Regions from separate parts of the Pan troglodytes genome. Here region 1 is linked to region 2. Evidence: chromatin contacts called from public HiChIP or PLAC-seq data. All regions are on one chromosome and are shown on one strand. The core of a region is the stretch at or near the end of the contact, and the rest is flanking DNA. Distances in the headings are between cores, read along the strand shown.

Region 1 (4,780 bases), core at 236-2,735, 120 kb after region 2:
CAATTGTCATCTCTCCCTCACCCAGTCTTTTCCTACAATTCAAATAACTTCTATCCTCATCAATTTCAGACTCATCAAACTTTTACTAAGAGACTTTAAAAGTGCCTGGCACTAAACTATGTGCTCTGCGCACATCTTTTAATCCTATTAACTCAGTGAGGCAAGCATTACATCAACTTGCCTGCGTGTTCATAGACATAGGAAGACCAAGACACAGCGGGTTTATGAAACGTGCCCAGGGTTACCATACCAGTTGGCAATCTGGGATTTGATCACTCTTTTCCCACATCTGATGTACTACCTTCTTGTCTCATTGTCCATTCCGGTCCTCGCTTCCCTCCTCTGAATTTCTCCCCTCCCCCTCTTCTGTACAACCCCCTCACCTGGGGGTCCTGGGCCGAGCTTCGGAGTCCCAGGGCCGGCAGCGTTGCTCCACAGGCAGCTGGTATTAACTCCGTGTCGGCGTAACTGACCCACTGTTGGACAAGGACAGCCGCCCGGCTGCCCCCTGGGCCCCCCAGGCCTGCTGGCCACAGCAGCTGGGCCACAGCCGTGGCCCCCCACACCCAGAGCCCACCGGGCCCCTGCTCCAGGGCCGGCAGGCGGGGTGGGGGAAAGGGAGTCCTGCTAGTCGGGGGTGGCTGGAGACAGATGCGGGGGTGGGCTCCTCCCCATCCGGGACCCTCCCCAGCCTCCCCATAGCGAGCGGCTATGAGGGCTCGGAGGCTGGGGAAGGCATCTGGGTGAGGGGAGACGTAGAGGATGGACATAGTTATGAGAAGGTCCGAACGAAGTGGAAAAACCTAAGGAGAAAGAGAGACAGGGGAAGACTGCGGGATCGAGGTGGGTCCTATGTTTGAGTAGAGAGGGGACCCTCATGGGAGCTCCTTCGCCGCAGACACCCGAGTCCCATAGGACTGAAGGTCTGACCAGGCAGGCTGTCAGGAGCCGAGGACCTGGCTCTCAGAGGGGCAGTGTCAGTGGGGAATTCCTGGGGAAGAGGAACTATCCACGATCGCGGGGCTTCGGGGAGTGTGGAAGGCTATCAGGAGCGGGTCGGCGTCTGGTTGGATGCGGGTTCGAGCCGCGTGTACGTACTGGAGGGAGATGGTCAGACTGGGCCGGGAATCCACCTCACAGCCAGGCGCCGGCCGCGGCTGGACCGGCCGAGCGGCCCGGGCGGAGGAGTCGAGCGGGCAGAGACGGTGGGCGGCTCTCCAGGTGACCCTAGTTCCCTAAGATCGCCGCCCCGGCAGCCGGCGCCCACGTGTTCCCCCCTTTGTGACAGGGAGCGTTTCCGGGCCTGCGGGTCCTGGCGGGGGCGGCCGTGCCCCGCCTGCGAGTGCGCGCCCGCCGTGTCCGACACTGCCCCGGGGGCCGCGCGGCTCGCCGCCCGCCGGTCTCACGAGGAACAGCGCGGGGCGCGGGGCGCTGGGCGCGGACGCAGGACGAGAGGACACCCCTGAGCACGACGCTCCCGTCAGGCGCCGCCACGGGCACCTTGTGCGGGTCCTCGGCCGGGTGGCGAGGGCGGCGCCCAGCGGGCAGCTAGGGAACTGGCCCAAGAGGGTCGGCCGGCCCTGCCGGTGGAGGGCGTTCCCCACCCGGTAGCGGGGAGGTGCCCAGCAGGGAGCCGCCTGATGAGGACCGAAGGGGAGGTCCATTTGCCGAGGCCCTGGCGTCCAGCTTCCTCTTTGAGCCTCATCTCCTCATGTATGAAAAAAGGGTGACGGCCGGGCGCAGTGGCTCACGCCTATAATCCCAGCACTTTGGGAGGCCGAGGTGGGCGGATCACCTGAGGTCAGAAATTCAAGACTAGCCTGGCCAAGGTGGTGAAAGCCCGTCTCACGCCTGTAATCCCAGCACTCTGGGAGGCCGAGGCGGGTGGATCACCAGGTCAGGAGTTCAAGACCAGCCAGGCCAAGATGGTGAAACCCCGTCTCTACTAAAAATACAAAAATTAGCCAGGTGTGGTGGCAGGCGCCTGTAATCCCAGCTACCCCGGAGCCTGAGGCAGGGAATTGCTTGAATCCTGGAGGTTGAGGTTGCAGTGAACCGAGATCGTGCCACTGCACTCCAGCCTGGCGACAGAGCTGCAGTATTTGTAAAAATACAAAAATTAGCCAGGCGTGGTGGCACACACCTGTAAGCCCAGCTACTTGGGAAGCTGAGGCAAGAAGATCACTTGAACCTGGGAGGCGGAGATTGCAGAGCTAAGATCACACCACTGCAGTCCAGCCTGAGTGACAAAGTGAGACTCCATCTCAAAAAAAAAAAAAAAAAAAAAAAAAAATTAGCCGGGCATGGTGGTGGGCGTCTGTAATCCCAGCTACTCAGGAGCTGTGGCAGGAGAATCGCTTGAACCGGGAGGTGGAGGTTGCAGTGAGCCACACCAAGCCAGTGCACTCCACCCTGGGCAACAGAGTGAGACTCCCATCTCAAAAACAAAAAGGAGGGTCACACTAGACGGTCTCTAAGGGTCCCTTAAGGCTGAGAAGTCTCATCTGTATCATGAACTCATATTTGCTGAATGAGTGAATGAAGTTTAGTAATTCCCAGTCACAACTTTTCTCTAAAATATAAATTACATCACTTGTATTTATCTTCTATACATATTCAGAAAACATGTACTGATTTGGTTGGATTGGTGAAGTCTGGTAGCATGAAATGTATCTTATGACACTATCACATTAATGGAAGGACAGCAAGCACTTCAGTTGCAGGTATGGTATAAGCAAAAGGCCAGAGGGAGAACATACAGGTAGGGACATGTTGGGGAAACGTGGTGTAGAGCAACTGTATTATATGCTTTATACCAAGGAGAGTAGTGGGAAGCTGAGTTGGATTCTTGGCTGGGTTAATGCAGAGTAACAGGGGCTTGGATGAATTCGACATCCTTTTCCATGTCCCAACCCCCTGCCCAACACATAGTAACAGAACCAAAACACAAATTTGCATCATAAATTTTATTCCCGATGCGGGACAGATTCCTTCCATCCCCAAATGAATCACATGCTGCCCTGGAAAGACCTAGGAAACTCTCCTACCATCTCCAGAGAAGTAGTGAGAAAGGCATGTGCTGGGGACTGGGAAGGCTTTGAAGTTTCCCAGCCTACTTATCCTCCCCTTCTCAAGAGAGGATAGCTGTTCCCTATTACTCCTCTCATCCACTCATCCCTTAAAAAAAAACCCACAAAACCATCATTAGTAAAAAAACAAAACCCCTTCAAGTATTGGGGGTTAGGGGTTCTGGGCTGGGACTTGGGGTTATGGGTCACCAATGAAAGAGGGAGGGGAAGAGGAGGAGGAGCCATCACTGTTTCTGCTGCAGGGCTTCCTTCCTTGCCGCATCCTGTAGCAACTGTGTGTCGACCTCATCTGCTGGCAGCTGCACGTATCGGACCACTGAGCCCCGAATGAAGCAGTTCTTCACTGATAACTAGACAAAGATGGACAAATATGAAAACACCCTTAAAAATGTCCTCTAACCACCCAGGGGCCTCCTGCTTTAGAGGTGTTTCCTCTTCTCCACAGACCCCAACTCACCATGTGAGGGTATTTCTCAGGGTCTGTGACACTGATGTCAGTTAGTTTGATGTTGAGATACTAGGAAAGGAAGATGAACACCATTATTATTATTATTATTATTATTATTATTATTATTATTATTATTTTTGAGACAGAGTTTTGCTCTTGTTGCCCAGGCTGGAGTGCAATGGTGCCATCTCGGCTCACTGCAATCTCCGCCTCCTGGGTTCAAATGATTTTCCTGCCTCAGCCTCTCGACTAGCTGGGATTACAGGTGCCCACCACCACGCCCAGCTCATTTTTTGTATTTTTAGTAGAGACGGGGTTTCACCATGTTTGTCAGGCTTGTCTTGAACTCCTGACCTCAGGCCTCGGCCTCTCAAAGTGCTGGGATTACAGGCGTGAGCCACCGTGCCTGGCCGACGAACACCATTATTAACCCTAGAGACATGAACCCAACCCTTAAGCTCTCCCCTCTCCTTCTCCAGGAACCAATTCTGGGGCCCGTGCTATATCTCACCTGATCCACAGAATGGAGGGTTCCACAGATGCTGTCAAGGGCAGAGGGAGAGAAGAATCAAATTAGTTTATAACAAAGTCAACATAGAGGTGACTTCAGAGCTGGGATGAGAACATGACTGGGAGAAGTCAAGGACTTGAGGATGTCAGAAAAGGTAGAACCAAAAGGGGGCATTCCTAAGCCCTGGAGTAGGAAAGACAACTAACAGAGTAGTTTATTTTCAACCCCACATCTCCTCTCCCTAAACCAATCCATTCTTTTTTTTTTTTGAGATGGAGTCTCACTGTCAGCCAGGCTGAAGTGCAGTGGTGTGATCTTGGCTCACTGCAACCTCTGCCTCCCAGGTTCAAGCGATTCTCCTGCCTCAGTCTCCTGAGTAGCTAGGACTTCAGGCGCATGCCATCATGCCCGGCTAATTTTTTATTTTTAGTAGAGATGGGGTTTCACCATGTTGGCCAGGCTGTTCCTTAACTCCTGATCTCAGGCGATCTGCCCACTTCAGCTCCCCAAAGTGCCGGGATTACAGGTGTGAACCACTGTCCCCGGCCAAACCAACCTATTCTTAACAGCTACCATTAAACAACTGGTAAAGGCTAGACCTGTATTCTATATAGTATTTGTAATCTTTACAGCCATCTTTCAAAGTAGTTATTACCTTCCAGGGGCTCAGAGAGGTTGTTTTAAACTTTATGAGTTTAGAACAAACGGGAACTTCAGTCCAAGTCTGTGTGA
Region 2 (5,115 bases), core at 1,272-3,771:
GCTATGTTAAAAGGGTAGTAAGAGGATTTGAACACAGGCAGCTGCATGCAGTGGTTGTTGAGAGCACCATCTCTGGAGCCATCACAAATTCTGGCTCAGCATCTGTGAGACTCAGGCAAGGTTATGACCTTTCTGCACCTGTTCCCTCATCTGTAAAATGCAGATAGTAATAATACCTGCCTCAGCGGATTGCAAGTGTTTAGAACAGTGCCTAGCACATATTATGTGTTACATTTTTGCTAACTTAAGAAAGGTGGGGGGTCGGTGGAAGAGCAGGCATCGGGAAGGAGTCAATTTTCAGCGAGGGAGATGTCCAGTGGTCAACGGGATATGAGGAGAGCGGTTTGACATAACATTCAGATTCAGAAGGAAGTGGTATGTGGCTGCTGGTTGAAGCCAGCAAAGCAGATAAAATCCTCTGCTTTTGAGTATATGAAGTGGGAAGACAGCTAAGGACCAAACCTTGGTGAACATGAACCACTAAGGGTCAGAGAGAAAACGCTCCATGAAGGAGACTGAAGAAGCCGTGGAGGATGCAGGAGAAGAGCAACACCAGCAGTAACTGCAGACAGATGCGGAAGCAGACAGCTTGAGGACAGGCAAGGGCACCTGGAGATCTGGAGGGTCCCCGTCAAAGCTGCGCACCTTGATAGGGTAGAAGCTATTCAGCTACAGATTGAGGAGAGAAGGTTAGTGGAAGTGGAGACAGAGTGTGGCTCTGAAGAAAAGGGAAGAGAGGCTGGGCACGGTGGCTCACGCCTGTAATCCCAGCACTCTGGGAAGCTAAGGTGGGTGGATCACCTGAGGTCAGGAGTTCGAGACCAGCCTGGCCAACATGGTGAATCCCCATCTCTACTAAAAATACAAAAAATTAGCTGGGCGTGGTGGCGTGCACCTTTAATCCCAGCTGCTTGGGAGACTGAGGCACAAGAATTGCTTGAACTGGGGAGGTGGAGGTTGCAGTGAGCCAAGATTGCGCCACTGCACTCCAGCCTGGGTGACAGAGCAGCAAAAAAAAAAAAAAAAAAAAAAGACAGGATTGGAGCAATGTCTTATGGGATTATGGGAACAAGACTTGGGGTGCAGCTTAGGAGGCTGAGAGAGTTTCCGTTTGGGAGAGTGCTGGGCCCATGACAGGAGAAGGCCACTTACTGTTCTTTATGTGGAGAGTGATGCAGCTGCTGCCAGCCGGGGTGAGGCAGATGTCAGATCCCAGAAGGTACCCTAACTCCTCGGTCTCCAAGAGGCATCGGTAGCAGCGCAGGTATTTGGGGAATGGAAGTGGTTGAGGGGGTTCCCAATTGACAGGAACAAACTTACCTAGAACACAGAGAAGTGCTGACCCCACTCACACCCCATTCTACCTCACACCCTACCACTGCCTGATTCTAGGCCACTCAACCCCACTCCTCCCTCCCTTCCTGTCTCAGAAAACCATCAAAGCCCCAATTCTCTGCTTCCTTCCCCAATTGCATACACATACATCCCCCTTTTCCTCTGGTCCTAAGGCCAGACCACATGTTAACAAATCCCCAGACCCAGCAGAGCACTTGGTGTTAGGCAGAGGAAAGTGCTAAACCAACACTTTGAATCCTATGTCTCTGTGGCTGGTGCTTTGCAGCCAAGTGGGGAGCCCAGCAGGCTGGACTCAGTCTTGTTCTATCCTGTGGATTCTGGTTTTCTCATCCAGCACACTCCCTAACCCTCCCTATTCTATGTTGCCCTCAGATCCGGAGAGGATTCCTTCAGTATCTCTATTCAGGTCACTGCTGTGAAGTGAGACAGCCCTGGGGTGGTCACTAGAAATCTCCTTCAGAGGGGTGCGGTGGCTCACGCCTGTAATCCCAGCACTTTGGGAGGCCAAGGCGAGCAGGTACCTGAGGTCAGGAGTTCGAGACCAGCCTGGCCAACATGGTGAAACCCCGTCTCTACTAAATATACAAAAATTAGCTGGGCTTGGTGGCTCATGCCTGTAATCCCAGTTATTCGGGAGGCTGAGGCATGAGAATCGCTTGAACCCAGGAGGTGGAGGTTGCAGTGAGCCGAGATCTTGCCACTGCACTCCGGCCTGGGATACAGAGCGAGACTCCATCTCAAAAATAATAATAATAATAAATTTTTAAAAATCTTCAGATTGCACATCAGTCCATGAGCAGGCATTCCCTACCAAACCCATCTGTCCCATCTCTCCTCCTGCATGGGTTTACCTGAGCATCCTGGACAGGTGTACCCAGACACTTGGTGTCTGTGGGTTTCTCCATCCAGGCCAGGAGACCCTTCTGAACCCTTGGAGCCACTTACCAAACACCAAGCTCATCATGACCAGCACTATTAAGAGGACCGTGTAGAGGGCTTGGGGGCTGCTGTGGAAGCACAGGGGACCCAGACTCTGGCTCCCTGCAGGGCCTGCCATAAAACGCATGACTGCCTGCTGGCCTCCAGTTTGGGCTTATATTGGTGGAAGAGAGGTTGGCCAAGAGGAAGGAGAGAGGCAACACCAGCTCAGGGTGGAAATCCGTGCCAGACCAGCCAGAGGGGCAGAATGTTCGCACCCACAGCCACTCTGGGGCATAACATCCTGCTTGAGGGCAGGGGACCAGCAATAGGGGAATGAGAAAAGGAACTGTCTTTCCTATTAATTGGACAGATGTTTATTGAATCACTGCATCAGGTGTTGGGGATACAACCCTGCACAGTCTCCACCCTCACAGGGCACAGTCTAGTAGGGGAGACAAGTCCACCAGCAATGATGTGGGGAGGGCAGAGTGCTGCCAGGAGCACCTCGACAGTTAAACCACTGACCAGAGGGATTTCGGCAGAGGAGTAACTTGATCGGATTTCTGTTTATAAAAGATTGCCATGGCTGCACATTGCATTTGGGTCAAGAGTGGAGGCCGCCGGGAAGTAGGACGCTATTCCCGAGTCCGGTCACAAGATGGCGGACTGGTCCGGCAGAAGACGAGCAGGGACGAGGAAGCGGGGCTAATGAACCTGAGATACAGTTAGAAGACTGGACAGATTTGCTGTTGGACTGAACGAGGGGTGAGGGAACAGGGGTAGGCTTGCACAAGGAAGTGGTACCATTTTCCAAGATAGGAAACATGTGGTCTGTCTCAAAAAAAAAAAAAAAAAAAAGCAAATAGGGGGTGCCCAGTCCCACTTCTCATACCCTGGGGACACCTGTCAGACATCCTAAAACAAGGACACCTGGATCCCAAGCGATACGTACTCAGCTCAGTGCCCCCTTGGGGTTCCAGGAACCCAGCGCCTTCCCTCACCTCATCCTTTTTCCTGCCCCGCCTGTGCTCAGCTGCGGCTCAGTGGGCCTGAACTCCGGAGCCCACAGAATCTGGCGCTGGGCGTCCGCTCTCCGCGCCTGACCGCACCTCAGAACTCCGGTAGGACGGGGGGGTGGCCCCCCGCTCAAGCTCTGTTCCCTGGGGAAGAAACCTGGAAAGTGCGAACCGCGCGTCGGGACCCAAGCGTCGGGCCCCAGCGGATATCCGGAGCCCGAAGCGGCTCCCCAGGAAGGCGGCGCCGTAGCGCCATTCTCCCTCCCAGGCGAATTCTGGAGACCGCGGCCCCAGGCGTCTCACCCATTTTCTCCGCTGGGGACCCGCTGGGCTCCCCATCCTCGCCTACTCGGTCCCCACCCCACCAGCTCAGTCTTGACTCAGAAACTCAGGGTTTTTACTTTTAGGATCGTTGGGCTGTGCGTTAGGGGAGGAGGGGGTCCTCAGCGTCCAGGAACGACACCACCTGCTCCAATTTCCCGTCTGGAGGTTCTGGTCGAGGCTCCGAACTCGGGTTCCCTGCTACCTCCCAGACTATTCAAGAATTATCCAGTCCCAGGATGATAAGGGGGAAGATGGGAAGAAACAGACGGGAGACGCCCGCCCAGAAAGACTGCGGGAAGAAAGAAATTCGAGAGGAAACTGCACGCCACTGAGCGCCTCCCAAAAGCCTTGGAATGAATGAATTTAAAAACTATATTAGAGCCGGACTGCGGTGGCTCACGCCTGTAATCCCAGCACTTTGGGAGGCCAAGGCGGGTGGACTACCTGAGGTCAGGAGTTCGCGCCCAGCCTGGCTAACATGGTGAAACCCCGTTTCTACTACAAATACCAAAAATTAGCCGGGCGTGGCGGCGTGCGCCTGTAATCCCAGCCACTTGGGAGGCTGAGGCAGGAGAATCGCTTGAACACGGGAGGCGGAGGTTGCAGTGAGCCGAGATCGTGCCATTGCACTCCAGCTTGGGCAACAAGAGCGAGACTCCGTCTCAAAAAAACCAAAAACAGAAACAAAAACAAAAAACTGTGTTAGGCCAGGTGCAGTGGCTCACGACTGAAACCTCATTACTTTGGGAGGCCAAGGAGGGAGGATCTCTTGAGCCCAAGAGTTCGAGACCAGCCTGGGCAATATAGCGAGACCCCATCCCTACAAAAAAAAGTTGAAAAAAATTAGCGGGGTGTGGTGGCATGCGCCTGTAGTCCCAGCTACTCGGGAGGCTGAGGTGGGAGGATCACTTGAACCCAGGAGGTCGAGGCTGCAGTGATCGCGCCACTGCTGTCTCAAATAACAAAAATGATAATACTTTAAAAATAAAATAAATTGGCCGGGCCTGGTGGCTCACGCCTGTAATCCCAGCACTTTGGGAGGCCAAGGTGGAGGTATCATTCATGGTCAGGAGTTCGCAACCAGCCTGAGCAACATGGTGAAACCCCGTCTCTATCAAAAAATACAAAAACATTAGCCAGGTGTGGTGGCGCACGCCTGTAGTCCTGGCTACTCGGGAGGCTGAGGCAGGAGAATCTCTTGAACCTGGAAGGCAGAGGTTGCAGTGAGCCGAGATCGCACCACTGCACTCCAGCCTGGGCGACAGAGTGAGACTCTGTCTTAAAGAAATAATAACACAAAATAAATTGTATTAGAGAAAAGCCAGAGTAGTGGAGAACTGCAGAGGAACGCGGGGCACCTACATAAATGTCTTGAATGAATGAGTGCACAGAGTGATAGACAAAAAGAATCAGAGGGCCGGGCTCCGTGGCTCACGCCTGTAATCCCAGCACTTTGGGAGGCCGAGCTGGGCGGATCACAAGGTTAAGAGATCGAGAC

What was found. HiChIP or PLAC-seq counts read pairs in DNA pulled down with a chosen protein or histone mark.
Region 1: an H3K4me3 HiChIP or PLAC-seq map of stem cell-derived excitatory neurons shows a contact between it and region 2, with 10 times the contacts expected there. The contact joins the promoter of VARS1 here to the promoter of LY6G5C in region 2. A contact is called at or near these places in 1 of 7 Hi-C or Micro-C datasets (stem cell-derived neural progenitor cells) and 1 of 1 datasets of contacts at active chromatin or transcription factors (stem cell-derived excitatory neurons).

What each region holds. Positions count from the first base shown.
Region 1 is chr5:37,592,120-37,596,899 of NHGRI_mPanTro3-v2.0_pri, forward strand. It overlaps VARS1 (valyl-tRNA synthetase 1), which reads right to left and starts at 1,486. Exons shown (of 30, transcript XM_518361.5): 1 at 1,099-1,486; 2 at 384-803. The coding sequence starts at 770. It overlaps LSM2 (LSM2 homolog, U6 small nuclear RNA and mRNA degradation associated), which reads right to left. Exons shown (of 4, transcript XM_016955187.4): 3 at 4,049-4,079; 4 at 2,952-3,439. The coding sequence ends at 3,314.
Region 2 is chr5:37,475,254-37,480,368 of NHGRI_mPanTro3-v2.0_pri, forward strand. LY6G5C (lymphocyte antigen 6 family member G5C) reads right to left here and starts at 2,522. Exons shown (of 3, transcript XM_054686760.2): 1 at 2,302-2,522; 2 at 1,153-1,320. The coding sequence starts at 2,422. LOC134810192 (a long non-coding RNA gene) reads right to left here. Exons shown (of 3, transcript XR_010157684.1): 1 at 3,695-5,115; 2 at 3,279-3,450; 3 at 2,632-2,991.